3 separate regions of the Gossypium hirsutum genome follow, and all the other regions are linked to region 3. Evidence: chromatin contacts called from public Hi-C data. All regions are on one chromosome and are shown on one strand. Each heading gives the region's core, a stretch centred on a gene start, on an enhancer-like site or on the middle of the called end of the contact. The rest is flanking DNA. Distances are from core to core; before and after follow the strand shown. Region 1 has its middle 21 kb from the start of LOC107887296. Region 2 holds the start of LOC107887281 (HIPL1 protein). Region 3 holds the start of LOC107887285 (protein-L-isoaspartate O-methyltransferase 1).

The links. Hi-C and Micro-C count contacts between places; a contact is called where the count stands out from the background.
Region 1: a Hi-C map of leaf shows a contact between it and region 3, with 4 times the contacts expected there. The contact joins the enhancer-like site here to the promoter of LOC107887285 in region 3. A contact is called at or near these places in 11 of 34 Hi-C or Micro-C datasets (callus, leaf and petal).
Region 2: a Hi-C map of leaf shows a contact between it and region 3, with 3 times the contacts expected there. The contact joins the promoter of LOC107887281 here to the promoter of LOC107887285 in region 3. A contact is called at or near these places in 18 of 34 Hi-C or Micro-C datasets (anther, callus, hypocotyl and 3 more).

The regions. Positions count from the first base shown.
Region 1 is chrA03:24,161,748-24,164,648 of Gossypium_hirsutum_v2.1, forward strand. It overlaps the pseudogene LOC107887297. Among protein-coding and RNA genes, the nearest start is that of LOC107887296, 21 kb to the right of the region's middle. Within about 2 kb of position 1,469, at least 9 of the 9 cell types and tissues checked have an H3K27ac peak or open chromatin away from gene starts, as enhancers often do. A contact at or near this core is called in leaf, where this site is marked.
Region 2 is chrA03:24,040,709-24,043,654 of Gossypium_hirsutum_v2.1, forward strand. LOC107887281 (HIPL1 protein) reads right to left here and starts at 1,265. Exons shown (of 7, transcript XM_016811472.2): 1 at 745-1,265; 2 at 510-667; 3 at 1-431. The coding sequence starts at 832.
Region 3 is chrA03:23,714,030-23,717,029 of Gossypium_hirsutum_v2.1, forward strand. It overlaps LOC107887285 (protein-L-isoaspartate O-methyltransferase 1), which reads right to left and starts at 1,344. Exons shown (of 5, transcript XM_016811474.2): 1 at 1,149-1,344; 2 at 447-650; 3 at 1-270. The coding sequence starts at 1,154.

The DNA.
Region 1 (2,901 bases), core at 219-2,718, 450 kb after region 3:
GAGTTGTGAGATCTTTCGAGATTTCAAGGCTTCTTAGGACTTATCTTTTAATTTCTTACTGTCAATTCTTTCTTTATTTCTACTTGTGCTGAATCATTATCTAATCTATTTTCTGTTCTTATTGTGTTTTCAGCCTTTTTCTATCTTAAGGAATCAGCCCAAAAATCCCCAATTTCTAGGGTTTTTCCATACTCTTTTTGGGTGAAATTAGATTGTCGAAATTTGGGGAAAACTATCTTGGTGTTCAATATCACAATCTCCTTGAGGGTTTCAAGAACCCTAACACTTATTTCTATTCTCAATTTGATTCTTTGCTGATTTGGGGATTTTATTTCAGATCTGAAAATTCAAAAATCTAATCTTTTAATTTTCTGTTTCGTTTCAGATCTAATTGTTTAGGGTTTTCGTAGGAGTTTCTCGTGACTTGACAACTCGATCTTGGTCCGCGCGCAACCCCGTATCACCAAGCCATTTTGATCCGAACTTTGTAAATTGTCTTTGGAACCGAACTCAAAAGTTCACTACATACGCCTCCCTAGTCAGCAAACTGAACAGACTTGATGACTACCAACCCATCCACCGATAACCCCAACTATTAATACACGTCCTCCAAAGTAATAGCATACTTGCATCATGAAAGATAGAATGTGTGTATCTCGGGTCTCCACCCCTCTGCCAACGCGCTTATGAGTTTCCAGTCCAACTTATAGCCTCGACCTACAAGGGTCACACGCCAAAAACTAACTTCCCTCAAGTATGGATTGATTAATAGTGATGGAGGACCGGGTAGATTACGAATATGACATTGTAAAATTTAATCTTCCACCTATTTACATAAAAAATACAAAATATTAAGTTAAAATATAACAATAAAATAAAAAAAAGTAAACTTTATTAAAAATTATTCTTACCATTTGCAATTGATTGATGGAAATGTGCTTGTCATCATGACGGAGTAGAGAATCGATCATTGCTAATTGTATAGAACACAAATTAATTTTTAATAAACAATATTTTTAGAAAATATTAATAAAAAATCTAATTTAGATAGAAATAGAATTTTAGTAATAAATTTAGGAGAGAATTTGAGAAAATTTTGAGAATGGTTTAAGAATTTTGAGAGAATATTGTAAACAATTAATAAGGTTGGGGAGGTCGGAAAAGTAGCCATTGGGGGGTAAAAACATGTCCAGCAGGAAGAGTTTTATTGGTGACACGGAGAAAATACTTCTAACTGGAAGTATTTTTTTGGATTTCCCCCTGAGCTAGAAGCATTTTACCTAAATCGGCCTATTTTCATAAATATTCTAAGATTTAGCCTATTCTAATAATTTTTTTTTAAATTAGTATTTTATGATAATTTTATCCATAATAAAATATTTATTGATAGTTTAGGATTGGACATTTTGAAAGTATAGGGAATGAATGTGATATACTCCCATTTGTAAACCTCGGCGTGTGATTGTCAGTGTCGCAGGTGCGCGTTACTGAAATCAGACACCCAAAATTATTGCCACTTCCATCTAACATCTCCCTCTTGTCCATCAAACATGTTTCTCGTTTTCAATTCTATTCAAACTGATCTTCCTCTGCACTACTTTCAGTTCGTTTCGTGTCTCCCATCCCATCCTTCTCCTTAAAATGTAATAATAATAGCCATTCTTTGGCTGCCCTAGTTTTTCTTTTCTATTTCTGCTAAGAAAATATAAAAGATGATATCAACTTCATCATCCCAAAAGAAAAACCTTCAATCCCTTTTAGCCACTAACCTCAAGAAACTCACCATCACTCCTCCTTCTAATCATAGTTTGATTTTGGCGATGTTTTCGGCCCTTTGACTCCTCACCATCCCAACCCCACCCTCCATTCACCTTCCTCCACGTCTCCCCCTTCTGCTTTCCTTGGGGATCCTCAAGTTATCCACACCAGGTCCCATTCTTATGTGGGTCCTTCTCCTCGTTACACCGTCTCTTCTTCCCTCCCTCTCCAAATCCAAACTGAAACCGAATACGAAGCCGAGGAACAAGATGACGATGAAGAAGAAGAAGCAAAACCCAAGATTGGGCCTGAGGATTTTGAGATCCTGAGAGTTGTTGGACAAGGAGCTTTTGGGAAAGTTTTTCAAGTGAGGAAAAAAGGAAGGAATGATGAGGATGGTGATGGGCTTTTTGCTATGAAAGTTATGAAGAAAGTAACTATCATTAAAAAGAATCATGTCGATTACATGAGAGCTGAGAGGGATATCCTTACTAAAGTTGTTCATCCATTTATTGTTCAGCTTAGATACTCTTTCCAGGTTCCTTATGCAATTTACTTTCTCTTTTTATTTGCATCTCCATAAAATTTGTCCCTTTTACTACTCTTTCCCTAAATATATTCATGTTATTTCAACTTTCCTAAAAAACCATGTTAAGTATTTTGTAATTCTGATCAGATGATATGAGAAATGATGTTAGTTCTTGGTCTTATGTTAAATACAATTGAATGGTTTGGATTTGAAATATTTGGTATGGTTTGGATTTGAAATATTTGGTCTTTAGGATTCAGCTTGATATCTGATTGAAGATCTGATTTTGTCATGAATTAGACTCTTCCTATTATACAAATTGTCAAAAATATTGAAGGGTTTTCTTTTTTACTTTGAAAAATTCAAGGTCTTTTATGGTTCAGCAATTTGTCTGTTTGAACTATTTATATGAGGACTTAGGATGTTTATCTCACTAGTCATTTCCAATCCATGATTATGTCATGTATTTGAAGGTCATATTTTGTCAATGCTTACAGTTGTGTTCTTATGTAATTTTACAGACAAAGTCTAAGCTTTATTTAATCCTGGACTTTATAAATGGAGGCCATCTCTTCTTTCACCTATATCGCCAAGGGATATTCAGGTATCATGTT
Region 2 (2,946 bases), core at 15-2,514, 330 kb after region 3:
CGGTTCGATCCATCGGGGTGAGCAGCCATATCCAAGTAACTTCCATTACCAATTTTCTCAAGGCACAAACCATTTGGAGCACTAGGAGTTCGCGTCTCATTTAATCTAACAGGTTCACCATCATAGCAAACTGATTCATCAGTAGATGCTCCACCAAAGGCATTACAGAAATCAGTTTTGGACTGCCAAAGATCAATCAATTTGGTGAAATTCGAATTGGCAGGTGCTCCGGCTTGCCCTTGCAAGGAAGGTGCAAACGGGGAATTCAACATAGATACATTTTGACATGTATCCCATACATTAGAGCAGAAATCATTTGTTGCTTGGTTAGACTGAGATGAATTTGTTGAAACAGTAGAGTTGCAAAGGAGAGGCACCGTACGAGTCTCGGTATCAATTGCGAACAACTGCGCTGAAAATGGATCGCATCTCTGCAAAATCATAATAATAAAAAAGGATATAAACCAATGAATCAAGCATTTAAACCAGTGAAGAAATGAAAGTCTTACAGCACAGAGGACTGATTGAAGAACTGAAGCACAGCTTGGATCCGAGATATTCATATCTTGAAATTGCTTCTGTAATTGTGAATCAACAGTGGAATTGCAGCAGCTACTTCCATTGTAGGAACAAAATTTCAAAGCAGTCTTCAAGGTGAAAGGTGCCTCTGCAAACAAAACCCAGAAAGAAAAATTAGAAACCTAAAAAAGAAATAAATTCAAACTTTTTAGATTCAGAACTTACCTGAATTTGTACACAAAGGAAAAGAAGTAGAAGGATAAAGAAGCAACAAGAAGCTGAACATAAGATTAAGAACAAAAACACCTTTCATTGCACCAAATTGGTAGAGAAACAAAGGGCTACAAAGTTGACTTCAGCTACAAAACATGTTCTTAAACTTCATATACAATAAAGGGTTTTCTTCCTTTCCAGCTTCTCAACATTCTTCCCACTACCCATCAATGAAAATCCATTTCTAATTAATTATAAAACTACCCTTTTCGAGAAGGAAGCTGGATTCGACTTTACTGTACTTGTGAAGGCAAAACTAGCTTTTGACATTTTTGTGATTCAAACATAAAAAGAGTTGAATATCATGAATTGATTATGGGGTAGCTTTCAATCGGATCATAAAGGACATCAATTGGTCGGTATGCATTAGTTGACTTTTCCATAACTTCCTTCTAGCTGCAGACTAAAGACAGTGGGTGAGACTCTAAATGTAAAAATAGTTTGTTTTTTTTTTCCCTTTACCGCATACAAGATGAACAACTTGACTGTTTTTTATTCATTATTATCCACTATTGGGAAAAGGATCTAAACACTTAAAAAATGACAAAATACACGGAAGGAATGACATCAAAACTATAAGAAACGGACAAAGATATGACGACAACCATTTCACTTTCGCATTTAACTATTAAAATACGCATAATGATTTATATTTTTTTAATTAAATTTTACTTCAACTTTTCAAAAAAATAGTCAGAATTTAACTAATATCTTTTAAAAATATCGAAATACAGATGAAAATGTTATAATTTTAAACATAACAATCAAGGTAGATTTTTTATTTACTTTTTATAATTTTTTTGAATTTTAAATTTTTATTAATTTTAAATTATTTGTTAGCACGATTAATCGACATTTCTATTAAAAATTATTTTAATTTTTTTTAAAAATTTAATAATTAAATTTAATTTAAAAATTGACTAAATTAATAAAAATATATAAATATTAAAGAGTAAATTTATCATTATGCCTATAAAAAAAAGGGAGACGTTGGGTTTCATCCTTTGAATATCCAAATTATAGCTAAATTTGAATTTTTCGAATATCCATCACAGTCCGATTTGATTTTCGATTTTTAATTTTTTATTATTGGATTTTTTTTTGACAGAATGTTTTTTTAACCTTTGGTATTATTCAGTGATGTTTCAAAGATTTTTTTTTATTATTAGAATTTTTTTGACAGAATGAATTTTATTTTTTTTAACTTTGGAGATTATTTAGTAATGTTTCAAAGTTTTTTATTATTGGATTTTTGTTGACAGAATGATTTTCTTGTTTGAATTTTTTTAATAAATATTTCTAAAAAATAATTTTTAAGTAAATAAAAATTAATCAATAATTGTTTAGAAAATATTTTTATATTAATATTTTAAGTTATATTTATTATTTTAAATATAAAATAATTTCGTTAGCAATTCAATTTTTTTTTCATTTATAGCTTGTAGTTGTTTTACTTTTACGAATAAACACTTCGGATATGAAGGGACATTCATTTATTTGCAAAATGCAAAAAAATATAAATAAACTGTATTTACTAAATGTAAAATGTCTGAATTTAGATATTTGAAAAATATATTTAATTCAAATTTATTGCATATAATAAATTAATTCAAAATTTTATGTCAATAGAATAATTTTTTTTAGGTTTAATCTATAAATTGATATATATATTTTTTGATTTTGGTACTTAACCTACAGCTATATCGTTTTCTCCAAGTTGGTAATTGAATTTTCTTTGGATCAAACGTTGTACTTAAACTATTCTTTCATTGCTCATTTTACACCTAAATATTATATCTATTAAAAAATCTAGCCAATAATAGATTGCTACGTGATATAATTATATAAATATTAACATTTTTTTAATCTTTTTATTTCCTTTCTTCTTTTACATTATTTTTCTCTCTTTACTTTTGTTTCCCTGTCTTCCTTTATAATGTCTGTCAATGCCAATAATTCTCGAAATTTGTCCTCTTAATGTTTAGACACTAGCAATTAGTTCTATTTTTGAACTTCATTGTTTGTTTGCTCTTCTTTCGTCAATTAAGACTAGTGTTTTCAGAATCGAACTGGCCAATCGGACCAAGAACTACCTAAGGTATCGATCTGGAGATAAGGTTGAACCGATTGATCCACAAACCAATACAAACATAT
Region 3 (3,000 bases), core at 94-2,593:
TGAACCAATGTCTAAAGCATGCATGCCGGGCTGCAAATTTTCCTCCAATAACTGAAGGCAGGTAGCATGCATATGAGGTGCAGAAATGGTGGCATTGTAACCTATTGCCATTGGACTATCGACATAAGCTGGGGTCCCATCAGGTACAAATAATGCTCTATCAATAGTCTCCATTACTTCAACAACCTTCTTTGATGAAATCACTCCATATCGCTGCAACTGCTCCACCATTTGTTTGTTCTTGTTGGTCCCACTTCCACCCGAGTGGTGCTAACAAATCATTACCAAAAATGTTTAGCACAAAGTCACCATTGAACCGAAAAACAACAAAAGGAAACAGAAATACTGAAATAAAGCCACTGAATGCTACACGAATCAACCACTGAAAATGCCTATGGCCATAACTAATTTTATTTTCAAGGCAAGCCACAAAATAACAGAGGAACCTCAGACAGAGAAGTTGAACAAGCAATCATTGGTATAGACGTCATCGCAGGTCCAATGCCCTCCTTATCAAGGGCAGCCACGGGCTGAGTTCGCAGGTCCGAAGTCGATGGACATGCTAAATTATCACTAGACATGGCACAATGGGCCCCAATGGAAATAGCCAATAGAACATAGCATCCCCAGGCTACTTGACATACCGGACCCTGTACCAGGAACTACCTCAAATGATGTCTTTTGCACCAATAATTACATCCACAACATAAAATTCCCACCTTCTGGCAAGTTCACAAAAATAACAATCAAATTGCAATATGTTTTGTTTAAATTCCTAGATTATGAATCTTACAAAATTACACTAATTGAACCTATTATGTTAGTAAAAGTCCAAAAAATATTCAACAATTCAAACAATTCTATATATATAACAAAAGCTAGTTCTTCAAGCTATCATTGATGATCACCCTAGAAATTCTCAGAAACCGTCCCTAAATTATTCCTTTTCTATTTTTGATGATCAACCAAGACAATAGTATCATTTTTTGAAAACCCAAACTCAAAACCAAAGTAATAAACAAAAAAAGAGAGGAAAAAAAACACCATTTCCCCGTAATCAGAAGGAAAACAAAACCCAGAAACCAAAACTGTTATTAAGCATAAAAGTGAAGCGAGAGAGAGGGAAGAAAAAGGAAAGAGTAAGGCACCTCCATCCTGAAAAACAAGGGGTTATCCTAAGAAGAAAATTGAAGTTAGGGAGCTAAAAGATTGATTAATAAAGGAAGAATCGAACAAAATGAAGAAGCAGCAGAGCGTGGATGAAGAAAGAAGGTACTAGGGTCAGTTTCCATTAGTATAATATGGCTTGCTAGCTTTGCTCACTCGGAGCTGACTCATCTGGTTGGCCCAACACTGACGATACTCTCTTGGGCTTACTTTTGTAATTGATAATTCTTCCATGGATCAATGATGATAGCAAATTTCCGGGCCTTTAGTTGTTTATGAAATTGTTCTTGGTTTAATTCCATGCCCTTTTCTACCAATGATACATTTTTGTGGGCTTGTTTGGTAAGAATTGTTCGGATTAACTTTTTAAGTTGGAAAGTTGAGTTAAAATTTAGAAGGTTAATATTAGGGTAGAAAAATAAGTTTTAAAAAAATTAGGCTCTTTTAAAATATGGATTAGACTCTAATTTTAATATTCAAAGCCCAAATTCGGCCTAATCTGTTCGATTTTTAAGTATATAATATGTTATTTTTCTTTTCTTTTCTTTTATGTATTATGTTATTTATATATAGAAGTTAAGTATATTATGTTATAATGTAAATATAAATTTTTTTAATAAAATAAAAAATATAATGATAGTATACTTATATATAATTACTAAATATTAAAAAATAGTAACTTTTTTTTAAAAAAATAATACAAGGGAATCTAGATAAATTCAACCTAACTGTTTACAATTATGAACTAATTTAAATAAAATTTTAAACTCATATTTCAAATTAGATCGAGCTTAAATAACTACCAATTAGTTTAGCGAGGAGATGAAGATGGTAGTGTGAAAAAGATTGGCTAACCAGTTAAAATGCATAGGACTAAATCGATTTTAGTTTTAAGGAATCCATGAACTGACACTCTTATTACTTGTTAGTAAAAATAATCCACCTTAAAATAATACGGCTTAGGTTCTGGGACTATAATAATCCATAAGCTAATATCGGTAATTCCTCAAGCGTGCAAAAGGCTTGTTATCTTGAGGCTTGGGTTTTGGAACTAGAAATGGAAATTCAAAACTTGAAGGGCAAGATCAGGAAGCTGCATGATGAGCTAGTGGTTAAGGACTTGAAATCAACATTATTGCATAGTATCATCATAGTTTACTAGGTCATCTATTTGATAAACTAGACCATCATGAACAACTTCTATCCTAAGGAAACTATCCCCCTAAGCCAAAGCTTTTTATGATGTTGACCATTTTCAAGTTCATCACTTGGAATAATATCATGACTAAAACCTCTTGGATTATTGTATTTCCAATGGGTTTCGAGACTTGAACTTGTTTATGTAACTTTTCCTAAGGAATGTCTTACAAATCGACACTGTGTCCATTTGGTCCTTTGGATTATAAAATAGCTTACCCCATTTTCTTTTTGAATATTCTACAAATATGCATAACTTTTGCTATTAACTTTGATTTCCCACGCTTTTAATATAATAGCATTTAAGATAAATTTTATATATTATATTTTTCTAAGCCATTTAGTGAAAATATGTTTTAATTTATCCAAATGTTTTTGAGTCAATACCAAAGTGTTCTAAGATGTTTAAAATGTTCTTAAGGAACTTTCGTAGTCAAGTCTTAAGACGTAGTCCTGAGACATAGGACTATATGTCTCAAGACATGAAATTTTAAAACTAAAATTTTGCTTTATGGGTTCCATGTTTAGAGACATTGGCATGTTTGTCTCGAGACATAGCCAACCAACGACTATATAATGACTATTTTTCAACCATATCTCGAGACATCTTGCCATGTTTCATGACCTGGGTTACAA